Regions from separate parts of the Sus scrofa genome. Here regions 2 and 3 are each linked to region 1. A link is a contact called in public Hi-C data. All regions are on one chromosome and are shown on one strand. The core of a region is the stretch at or near the end of the contact, and the rest is flanking DNA. Distances in the headings are between cores, read along the strand shown. Region 1 overlaps GALNTL5 (inactive polypeptide N-acetylgalactosaminyltransferase-like protein 5). Region 2 overlaps GALNTL5 (inactive polypeptide N-acetylgalactosaminyltransferase-like protein 5). Region 3 overlaps PRKAG2 (5'-AMP-activated protein kinase subunit gamma-2).

Evidence for each region. Hi-C and Micro-C count contacts between places; a contact is called where the count stands out from the background.
Region 2: a Hi-C map of fetal liver shows a contact between it and region 1, with 1.8 times the contacts expected there. The contact joins two enhancer-like sites. A contact is called at or near these places in 1 of 5 promoter capture datasets (liver), 2 of 47 Hi-C or Micro-C datasets (fetal liver and liver) and 1 of 2 datasets of contacts at active chromatin or transcription factors (alveolar macrophages).
Region 3: a Hi-C map of liver shows a contact between it and region 1, with 1.9 times the contacts expected there. The contact joins two enhancer-like sites. A contact is called at or near these places in 9 of 47 Hi-C or Micro-C datasets (alveolar macrophages, blood, epiblast stem cells and 5 more) and 1 of 2 datasets of contacts at active chromatin or transcription factors (alveolar macrophages).

Annotation. Positions count from the first base shown.
Region 1 is chr18:5,466,948-5,470,160 of Sscrofa11.1, reverse strand. The region is part of intron 1 of GALNTL5 (inactive polypeptide N-acetylgalactosaminyltransferase-like protein 5); the gene reads left to right. Among named protein-coding and RNA genes, the nearest start is that of GALNTL5, 6.4 kb to the left of the region's middle. Within about 2 kb of position 1,755, at least 20 of the 83 cell types and tissues checked have an H3K27ac peak or open chromatin away from gene starts, as enhancers often do. A contact at or near this core is called in fetal liver and liver, where this site is marked.
Region 2 is chr18:5,381,525-5,384,737 of Sscrofa11.1, reverse strand. All of the region lies in intron 7 of GALNTL5 (inactive polypeptide N-acetylgalactosaminyltransferase-like protein 5), which reads left to right. Among named protein-coding and RNA genes, the nearest start is that of GALNT11, 35 kb to the right of the region's middle. Within about 2 kb of position 1,472, at least 3 of the 83 cell types and tissues checked have an H3K27ac peak or open chromatin away from gene starts, as enhancers often do. A contact at or near this core is called in fetal liver, where this site is marked.
Region 3 is chr18:5,548,383-5,551,595 of Sscrofa11.1, reverse strand. The region is part of intron 1 of PRKAG2 (5'-AMP-activated protein kinase subunit gamma-2); the gene reads right to left. Among named protein-coding and RNA genes, the nearest start is that of PRKAG2, 75 kb to the right of the region's middle. Within about 2 kb of position 1,590, at least 4 of the 83 cell types and tissues checked have an H3K27ac peak or open chromatin away from gene starts, as enhancers often do. A contact at or near this core is called in liver, where this site is marked.

The DNA of each region.
Region 1 (3,213 bases), core at 506-3,005:
TGACTGTAAGGCCTTCCTAGTCGTGGACTCCGAGGAGTGCTTTGAATTCAGGGAAAGGTAAACGGAGGCAGCAGTCTCCCCAGGACAAACTTGCTGCTCACATCTTTTCTCCAGAGAAAAGCCTGCTGTCCTGACCAGCTCTGTGCCTGGACACACACCCAGCAGTTGTAAAGAAATGACACATTCAGCAGAGCACAGTATGTGTGACCCGCAGCGCTCTGCGGGGGTGGGGTGGGGGTGTCTGTTTGCTAAATAAAAGGGTAGGTAATCCTAGCAATTATTCTCCCTTCCTTGGCCAAGGATGGTTGTCACGTAAACAGCATTAGTTGGGAATGAAGCCTTTCGTACCGCCACTGGCTGCTTTCATAATTGTTTCACAGAGTTTCCCATGCTGACTTTTGCCCTGGTGATCGGGCTTTACCTCCCATCAGAGTGGTGGGTTTGAGCTCCCTGGGCTGCAGAATTTAACTAAAGGTCTCTTGTGGTGGTTCTCGACTTAGTCCTGAGCGTTGAATCTGCTGTAAGGCTGGGAAATTTGGAATACCACCGTTAATCTGAATATGGCTTGGACTAATGTCTGACCCCCCTCGCTAACCTATGTGTTTCAGGTGGGATTAAATCATGCAAATCAATTGTAATTATTTCCTGAGCAAATAAAATTACTTTGGTCATCCGACTGGCCCCGAAGTTCCTATGTTCAGTCCCGATCTGAACATGAACTTGTAGGGGAGGCTCCCTGCCAGCACCTTTGTTACCATCCCGTCACATGACATGCACCTGATGTCCACACCTGGCCTCAGGAATGCCACTTACAGCTTTTCAACACAATTCCAGGGAAAAAAATATATATTTACAGTCCCTTGGGATGGGCATTTGGGGAGCAGAGCACCAGGTCATATCCTGGATTTTCAAGAGGATACAGAAAAGCCTGGACCCGCTGATCTCCAAGCCCCATTGCAGGTGCACAGTTATCTTGACTCTCAGAGAAAGGTGTGTCCCTCCTACCAAGGCCCAGCCACAGTCAGAGTTAAAACCAGGCACGACCTTGTCCTTGTACCTTAGCCCTTTATACCGTAATCAGTAAGTGCCCATTCGGTGCACAGACAGAACCCGCAGGAGGCTGGGTTCAAGGGCTCTGGACTGACATGTAGGCAGCTCTCAAGGACATAGTGGTTTTCGACAGCCCTTATGCCACCGAGGTCAGAAAGGTATTTTGTGAAATATTCCTAAATATAACTGTGAAGAGTTGCCTGAGGTCCTGGGAGAGAATGGGGAGAGAGAGATTTTCCGAGTCAAACTCTGTGCCACGGGTTTGCGTCGGCTCATTTTAGATCATTGCAACACACTCCCAGCAGCATCATTGTGCCAAAGGCCTGGCTTGTTTTTCCACTCCCCACTCATTGTGGCTCTTTACCCTCTGGGTCAAAAAATAAAACATAATTACAGTGTTCATTGTTCTTTGACCAGCCTGAGAGAACATTTTCCTGCCATCGCAGCTTGTTCACCCGGCTCTCAGGGCTTCCCAGCATCCGATGGAGGTGGGGGCGCAGGCAGGGAGAAGGTGGAGGGGGTCTGTCTTCCTGACCACGTCTGGTTTCCTGGGGAATAGGAAGTGATGCCACCAAGCAAGCGGCTGGTTCGGAAGAGGTGCGGGGGGTGAGGAGAGGGAAGGGGCGCGCAGCCTCCCGCAGGAGAGTGAGAGGAGGCGCCTGTGCAGACCTTTCTCCGCACAAATGGAACCCGCCCTGTGTGCTGCGCCTCACCCAGGGCCGTGGCCGGGAGGTTCTGCATCTCCCTCTGCAGAGCTGTGTCGTTTTGGGAACAGCTGCCTAGTATTCCATTGTATAGACGTTACGTAATTTGTCGTGATTAAGCCTTATGATTTATTACTTTTTTAATGCTGTCTCCTCCCGACAAAAGTTTAGGCTGCTTCCAGGGCTGGAATGCTTGCACACACGTCGTTACCCACGTTCAGCCGTGTTCCGAGGGGCACGTGCTTGGGCGGGCGGCGCCGGAGCAGAGCGCGGATGCGGCGCGGAGGGGGTGCCCGCGTGCGGCGGCGGGGGGTTCATTTCCACCCGCAGGAAATTGCCCCCGCCTGGAGGTCGGGCGATTTTCGCTCCCACCGACAGAGAATGCCCACGCCTGTCTCTCCAGGCCCTCTCCCACACAGACTCTTTTGTAAGTTTGTGGTGGTTTCCATTCTGTTGGGTGAAAATAGTGTCTCATTGTACTTTGTGCGTCTCGTGAACGAGGATGAGCAATGTTGGGGGCACTTGTATTTCCGATTCGGTTCCCTTTCTGGGACTCTGGGCTCGTTGGTGGTTCTCCTTTGGGGTGGTAGGTCTTTTTCTTATCTATTTATAGGAGCGCTTTATATATATTGAACAAATGAGCTCTTGGTCAGGACTGTGGCTTGCGAATGTTTCTTCCTGGTCTGTTTGTCTTTTGGCTTTGTTTATCTTGCTCTTTTTTTCTTTCAGGCTCCCCCCCCCTTTTCGTATAGTTTGTTTTGTTGATTTGTTTTTTATGGATGCTTGGGGTTTCTGTGATATTTAAGGAAGAGCAGTGGGAGGAGCAGAGACTCTGGAGTGCCACCTGCCTCTGCCACACCCTGGTGGGGCATCTGCAGGCAATTTGTAACCACCTTGAAACTCAGGGATAGGAATGGGGCGGGGGGAGAGGGAGTTCCCGTCGTGGCGCAGTGGAAAGGAATCCAACTTGGAACGATGAAGTTGCAGGTTCAATCCCTGGTCCTGCTCAGTGGGTTAAGGATCCGGCCTTGCCATGAACTGTAGGTTGCAGACGTGGCTCGGATCTGGTGTGGCTGTGGCTGTGCTGTAGGCCAGCAGCTGTAGCTCAGATTGGACCCTAGCCTGGGAACCTCCATATGCCTCGGGTGAGGCCCTAAAAAGACAAAAAAATAATAATAATAAGAAGAAGAACACCTGGGAGTGTGTCAGCGCCCACGTGTGGGAGATACTCGTCCATGTTAGTTCCTTCCTTTTCCTGGACGTCAGTTCCAGAGCAGGCACATGACTGTTTGCTTTCCACAGTTGTTCTGGAAAATTGCAGAAAGTCCATAGTTTCCTGGGCACGTGCCCCGTGACCCTCTGAGAGGTCCGTGTGGCCTGCCCTCCGATGAGCCTCGGGAGGAGGCTCACTTCCCCTAAGCACTATTCCGAGGTTGCCACGGGTCTGGTGGCCTCGAAG
Region 2 (3,213 bases), core at 223-2,722, 85 kb after region 1:
AAGGAGAAGCTTGCTTTCTTTCTTTTTTTCTTTCTTTCTTTCTTTCTTTTTTTTGTCTTTTTAGGGCCTCATCCGCAGTATATGGAGGTTCCCAGGCTAGGGATCCAATTGAAGCTACAGCTGCCACCCTATACCACAGCTCACAGCAACGCCAGATCCTTAACCCACTGAGCAAGGCCAGGCATCGAACCCGAAACCTAATGGTTCCTAGTCCGATTCATTTCTGCTGCGCCACAACGAGAACACCAGGAGCAAGTTTCTAGTGAACAGTATTGCTGGGGAAATAGGAGTTCCCACAGTGGTGCAATGAGATGGGTGGTGTCTTTGGGAGCGCTAGGATGCAGGTACGATCCCCTGCCCAGCACAGTGAGTTAAGGATCCGGCGTTGCCACAGCTGTGGCTCAGGTGGCACGCATGCCCTCAGATCTGATCCTGGTTCGGGAACTCCATGTGCCTTGGAGCAGCCAAAAGAACAAATGAATAAAAGAACAGAATAGCTGGGGAAATAGCATCTTCTAAGGAGAGTCAGGGTTTGCATAAGGCAGGAAGGCGTTGGGGGAACTTCGTGGGGGAAAAATGAGTAAGGGAAGCTGACTTTAAATGAGGGGACTGTGGAGAGAGTTAAAGGGTGGTCCTCCGTGGAAGAAGTTTGGGAGAATAAATACAGGGAAATCTGGGGGTAAGAACAGTGTCTTCCACTGATTTGGCTTAGATGGTCAGCAAGTGGCCAGGTCAGGGGAGAGGAGACATAGCTTTCCGCTGACATCCTAGAGGCTAAAGGTTGACAAAATCTAACAGGTCATCGAGAGCCATTGGATTGCTGTCTGACGTTCACACAGAATGAGAAACTGTTGCCCAATACGGTAGAAAGAACACCCTCCACCAGAGGTTGTGTAATCGCCCAAACCTGGGACTCTGTTACTGTATGTAGCCCACGTGGTTAGAGTTAAGGGCTTTGATGGGGAATGAGCCTGGATCACCCGGCGCGCCCACTCTAACCACCTGAGCCCTTAGGACAGGGAGACCTTCCAGGTCATGGTCAGAGGGTCTGCAAGTTGGGCATAAGGACTTCGTCCGCTGAGGCTGGCTTTGAAGATGGATGAGAGGGACGAAGGAATGTGAGCAGCTTCTAGAAGCTGGAAAAGGCTCCTCCTCTAGAGCGTCCAGGAAGGAATCGAGCCCAGCCAGCACCTTGATTTTCAGCCCAGGAAGACCTGTGTTGGACACCTGGCCTACAGGACTGTAAGAGAATGTATTTTTGTTGCTTTCAGCCACTAAGCTTGTGGTAAAGCTTATGTCTTAGAGACTTCTCTGTAGGCAGCTGAGCGTGAGCTGGAGGGTGGTAATTCACTGGCTTCCTGACAGTGCAGCTGCTTCTGGAGATGTAACTACTCAGGCAGACCAGGAGTCTTTGCAGGTGGGGGCAGAGGGGCCGGCTGGTTTAGGGTACAGGGGCCCTTGAGCGGAGCTTTCCAGAGGCAGCCGGGCAGAGGGCAGTGCCTGACTCTCCGCTGCAAACATCAAAGGGCAGTGACAGGGGACAGTAAAAGAGCCTTCCTTGGGTTTCGAACCAGAGCCTTGGTTTCAAGCTCTGTATGTGCCAATCACCAGCTACAGGATCATGAGCAAACGGCTTCCCTGAGCTTCGACTCCCCAGTCTGTGGTATGGGAACAAAGATACGTAATGATAGATGAGGTTATTATAAACATTCTTTTTTTTAAGCATTAATATTAAATGCTTATTTGAAAGTGATTAGTACAAAAAATCAAAACATAACAGTTACCATGTATGATGATAAAATATATCAAATAACACTATGAAAAATACGGGATGAAGTAATCAAAATACAGAATTCATGGTGGAAAGTCCCTTGGAGATTTTAGAACTCACCAGTCTTATTTCCCAGTTAAAAGAAGCTAATCTCGGTGTCTCCTGGTAGCTCAGGGGGTTTAGGATCCAGCGTTGTCACTGCTGTGGCTCGGGTTGCTACTGTGGTGTAGGTTCGATCCCTGCCATGGGAACTTCCTCATGCTCCTGGTGCCACCAAAAAAACAAAAAAGAAGAAGCTAAGTAGTATTCCATTATATAGATGTACCACTGTCTTCTTAATCCAGTCATCTGTTGGTGGACATGTAGGTTGTTGCCATGTCTTGGTAGATGCAAACTATTGCATTTGGAATGGATAAGCCATGGGGTCCTACTGTAAAAATAATTTTTTTTCTTTTTGCTTTTTAGGGCCACACCTGCGGCACATGGAGGTTCCCAGGCTAGGGGTCCAATCGGAACTACAGCTGCCAGCCTACACCACAGCCACAGCAACGCCAGATCCTTAACCCACTGAGCGATGCCAGGGATCGATCCTGAAAACCTCCCAGTTCCTAGTTAGATTTGTTTCCACTGCACCACGATGGGAACTCCAAAATAATTTGTTTAATTAAAAAAAAAAAAAAAAAAAAAGAGGAAGTTTCCACTGTGGCACAACGGCATCTGTGGCATCTTGGAAGCGTTGGGACACAAGTTCGATCCCCACCCAGCACAGTGGGTTAAGGATCCAGGGTTGCCGCAGCTTCAGCTTAGGTTCACAACTGCCACTCAGACCTGGTCCCTGGCCTGGGAAGTCCATGTGCCGCCAGGAGGCCAAAAAAGAGGAAAAAAAATAATAAAATATATTTTTTAAAAAAGAAGCTGATCTCCCGCAAAAGGTCAGAGGCTTGTTCCAGGTCATGTAATTCAGGACTCAAAACCCACCAGGTCTGATTTCCATTACAATGAAACAGTATCACCACACTGTCAGGCCATGGAAACATAACAAACGAACAAAAAGGAGAAATTCAAATAGCATGCTCACTTTGAAGTGTTTTTTACAAAATCCAATTGGCTGTGTTTAACAGATTTATAGTGTGAATTAAATGGAAATGCTTGGACAGTTTACAAAAGTTGATCATATACTTAAGCACAAAGAGCATCTCTGTAAATTCCCCCAAACTAGATTTTTGCATATCATGTTCATAAACATCAGTACAAAAAAATAGAGCCGTAACATACTCTGCAGGTTAATAAAAATAAAACTATGGGAGTTCCCGTCATGGTGCAGCAGAAACAAACCCAACTAGGAACCATGAGTTTGCGGGTTTGACCCCTGGCCTTGCTCAGGATGTGGCCTTGCTGTGGCTGCGGTGTAGGCCGGCAGCTGTAGCTCTGATTAGACCCCT
Region 3 (3,213 bases), core at 341-2,840, 82 kb before region 1:
TTGCTGGAAGGTCCCCCCACCCCGCATTCCATGATTCTAATCTGGCTGTCACCTCCCTGAGCTCACCAGGAAGCAGCATGCACCTTGGCGGCTGGGTGTGGGAAAGTCTCCAGACAGCCGTGACCATGAGACTATCAGCAGGTGGAACGAGCAGGACCGGGCCTCCTATGTCGGCTGGCATTCCAGAAAGCCAGGCTCCTGGAGCTTGCCCTGCTGAAGTTTAAATGCCCACCAGAGCTTCGTGCTGCCCTCAGTGCTCTGAACACACCTCACCACCCCTGAATATCCCTTCCCCATCAGCAGGCCATCCACCTCCCCTGGGCGCTGGGTGGGCGCTTCTCTGGGCCACTTTGAGGTGCCAAGAGACAGCTTGGTCCCCTGGGACTGTCCTCAGATGCACGTGCTGCATATTAGACCCTGACCATGTGCCTGGAGATGAATGGCAGCGGCTCTGGGGAAAGCGCATTTCTAGGATTTGGGCTGATAAAGGCAGCTGTCAGGAAAGCAACAGGACAGAAGAGAAAGGCCCCGGGTTTGAGAACATTCCTGAGACGTCCGCTGACCTTACAGACAGCTCATTGAATCCCCTATCCCGGCCCCTCTTCAGACTTTCAGGTGAAAGCCAAAGAAAGAAGGTACCAGCTGCAGAGCTGGCATGAATTTGCCATGAGCATGTCCTTCGAATTCCAATTTGGTCCTCAGAGGAGCCCGTACAATAGGAGAGGCCCATGATACAGTCCCGGTCTATAGAGGAAGATGCTGAGGCTCAGGGAGGCAAAGCCACTTGCCCAAGGCCCAGACAGCCAGACGGTAGCAAGCAAGACCTAGAGCCCACGTCCACCAGCTCCCCGCTCAGAGCTCTCCTGAGCCCTCCCGCCTCCTGGGGACGGCTCAGCTCCAGCGACAAGAAACAAGGCAGTATCAGAGGCTGTGAAGACAGAGGCCCCCCTCCTTGGCAGAGTGAGATGCCAGGGGAGAAGGAAGGAGGGAGGAGGGTTTGTCTGGTTCAACAGGTCACTCCCAAGGCCGCTGGCCACACTTTCTAAGATCTGCTTCTTCTCTAGAGTAACCCAAGTTGATGCTGCATCATCCTTTGATGACACAAAGGACAGAAATGTATCAAGTACCCCCTCCCCAACATGCAAGCACGTCACATTTTGCATAGTTTGGGATCTTATGTATAGCTTCCCCACTGCCCTGCCACTTCTCCCAACATTTCTCCACACTGTTTCCGACCAGCTGATGTTTCAGCCTCGATAGCAGGTGTGTATCGATCAGACACCGTTCTGCCCTTTCAGCATTTCTGACGCTTTGTCTTCCAAAGCGCCTTTGTTGATGCAGCTGGGCTACCCCAGAAAGCACCCTGACAAAAGTGCAAACACAGGACAAACAGAAAGGCTGCCAATGTCAGGGGCCATGGCCAGCATCTGAGGGCCAGCTGGGGGTTTTAAATGTCAGGGTCACCCTGGAACATTCCTGTGCTGTTACCAGCGGTCTGCCTCCCACCGAGGAAGGAACACAGCGAGGACAGCCGGACTCCTCTCCTGCCGAGTGGCCCCGAGGCCACAGGCTCCGGGCGGCTGACCCAGGGCGCTGTCTGGGCATCGACTAGCCTGCACCCCTCGGGCACGTAGGAACATGACCTGTTCCCAGAGACGGAGCCAGAAGGCTGGCTTCCAGCCCTGTTCTGTTTACCATCTGGGGGTCGGAGGGGGATCTTGGGCAGGTCTGAACCCAGTTTCCCATCTGCCAAATGAGAGGGTTTAACTAGATAATTTCAGAAGACGCCTTTCCGCGCACACCTTCTCTGTTCTTAGCTGAGCTAAAGAGCAGGTGGGGTCAGGAGCGCTTTAAAGGAGCCCCGCCAGACAGAGAATTAAATGCTTCTTCCATCTTTGCGTATTTGTCATAAAAATACTGTTCTTCTCTCCAACGACCAAATACTCCTCGCAGCTGTCACAGCTCAGGGCACTCTCCAGAAACATGGGCACCACCGACCGCAGGATGAGGCTGTGCCCTTTGCCTCCTTGCTGTGCCACAGAGATGCGGGCTGGGAGTCCCGTTGTGGCTCAGCAGGTTCCATGCTACCTGACCAGCATCCATGAGGACGCGGGTTCGATCCCTGGCCCCACTCAGTGGGTTAAGGATCCGCATTGCCATGAGCTGTGGCGTAGGTCGCAGATGCGGCTCGGATCTGGCGTTGCTGAGGCTGTGGTGTAGGCCAGCAGTTGGAGGTCTGATTGGACCCCTAGCCTGGGAACGTCCATATGCCGCAGGTGTGGCCCTAAAAAGAGAGAAAGAGATGCTGGCTTGGGACCCAGAAGCATTCCTGGCTTTCTACCTTAACGTGGGTCTTGATCTGCTTCTCAAGTACCGACCCTCTAGCTTCTCAATTGATTCTAAGGTTCCTGAATCTTCAGCACCTGCACGGTCAGAACCAACGCCAGGCTCATCCCATCGGATGTTTGCTGTGATCCTGAAAAGCCATGAGTGGCGTCCTCAGAACCACGGGTACCCAGCTCCCGGCCTTCCTGTCCCCTCCACTCCCCTGCTGCCGTCACCAACACAGGGGGACTGCCAGTGCCACCTAACTTGGACCGCGCCTGCGCTGTTGGAATTGTGGCTTGAATTTTGCCTCCTGCAGAGAAGGTGGGAGGCACAAGTGAGGCATCTCCAGATGGACTGGCTTTTTTGCTCAACACCGGAAAACCACCAAACGGGCAATTCTTGGTGCCAACATTGGGGGGGGGGCGGTGACCAGAGCCACGGTCAATTGGAGCCTTTGAGAACAGTCATGTTATATAACCACGCTCGGAAAAATAGGGAACCAACTCTGAATCATGGCAACGGGGGAGAGACAGGGGCCAGGTTAGGGGAAAAGCCCCAAGTGACCTCTCGGGGAAGTTCCAGGATTCTTTATTTTCCATGAGGACACCATGGTCTGTGACTGCCGTCTGAGAGACGCCCTGATGTAAAAATGAAAAGAAAGCCACTATTTTTTGCTCGTGCAGCCCCCCCTCCTCGACCCCCTCCCCTCACCTGGTGGTCCTGGCTGATTCACGCGGCTGCCCCGGAGGCTCCCTCCCTGCCCTGTTCCCCCCCCGGCCAGTGACCCTGGGCCTTTGTGCCCACGTGATGCCTACTGACCAACCGCAAGAGAGAAAGTGCCTCAGCCCCCGTGGTGGGCAGGCCTTCCTCCCAAGAAAGAAGCCG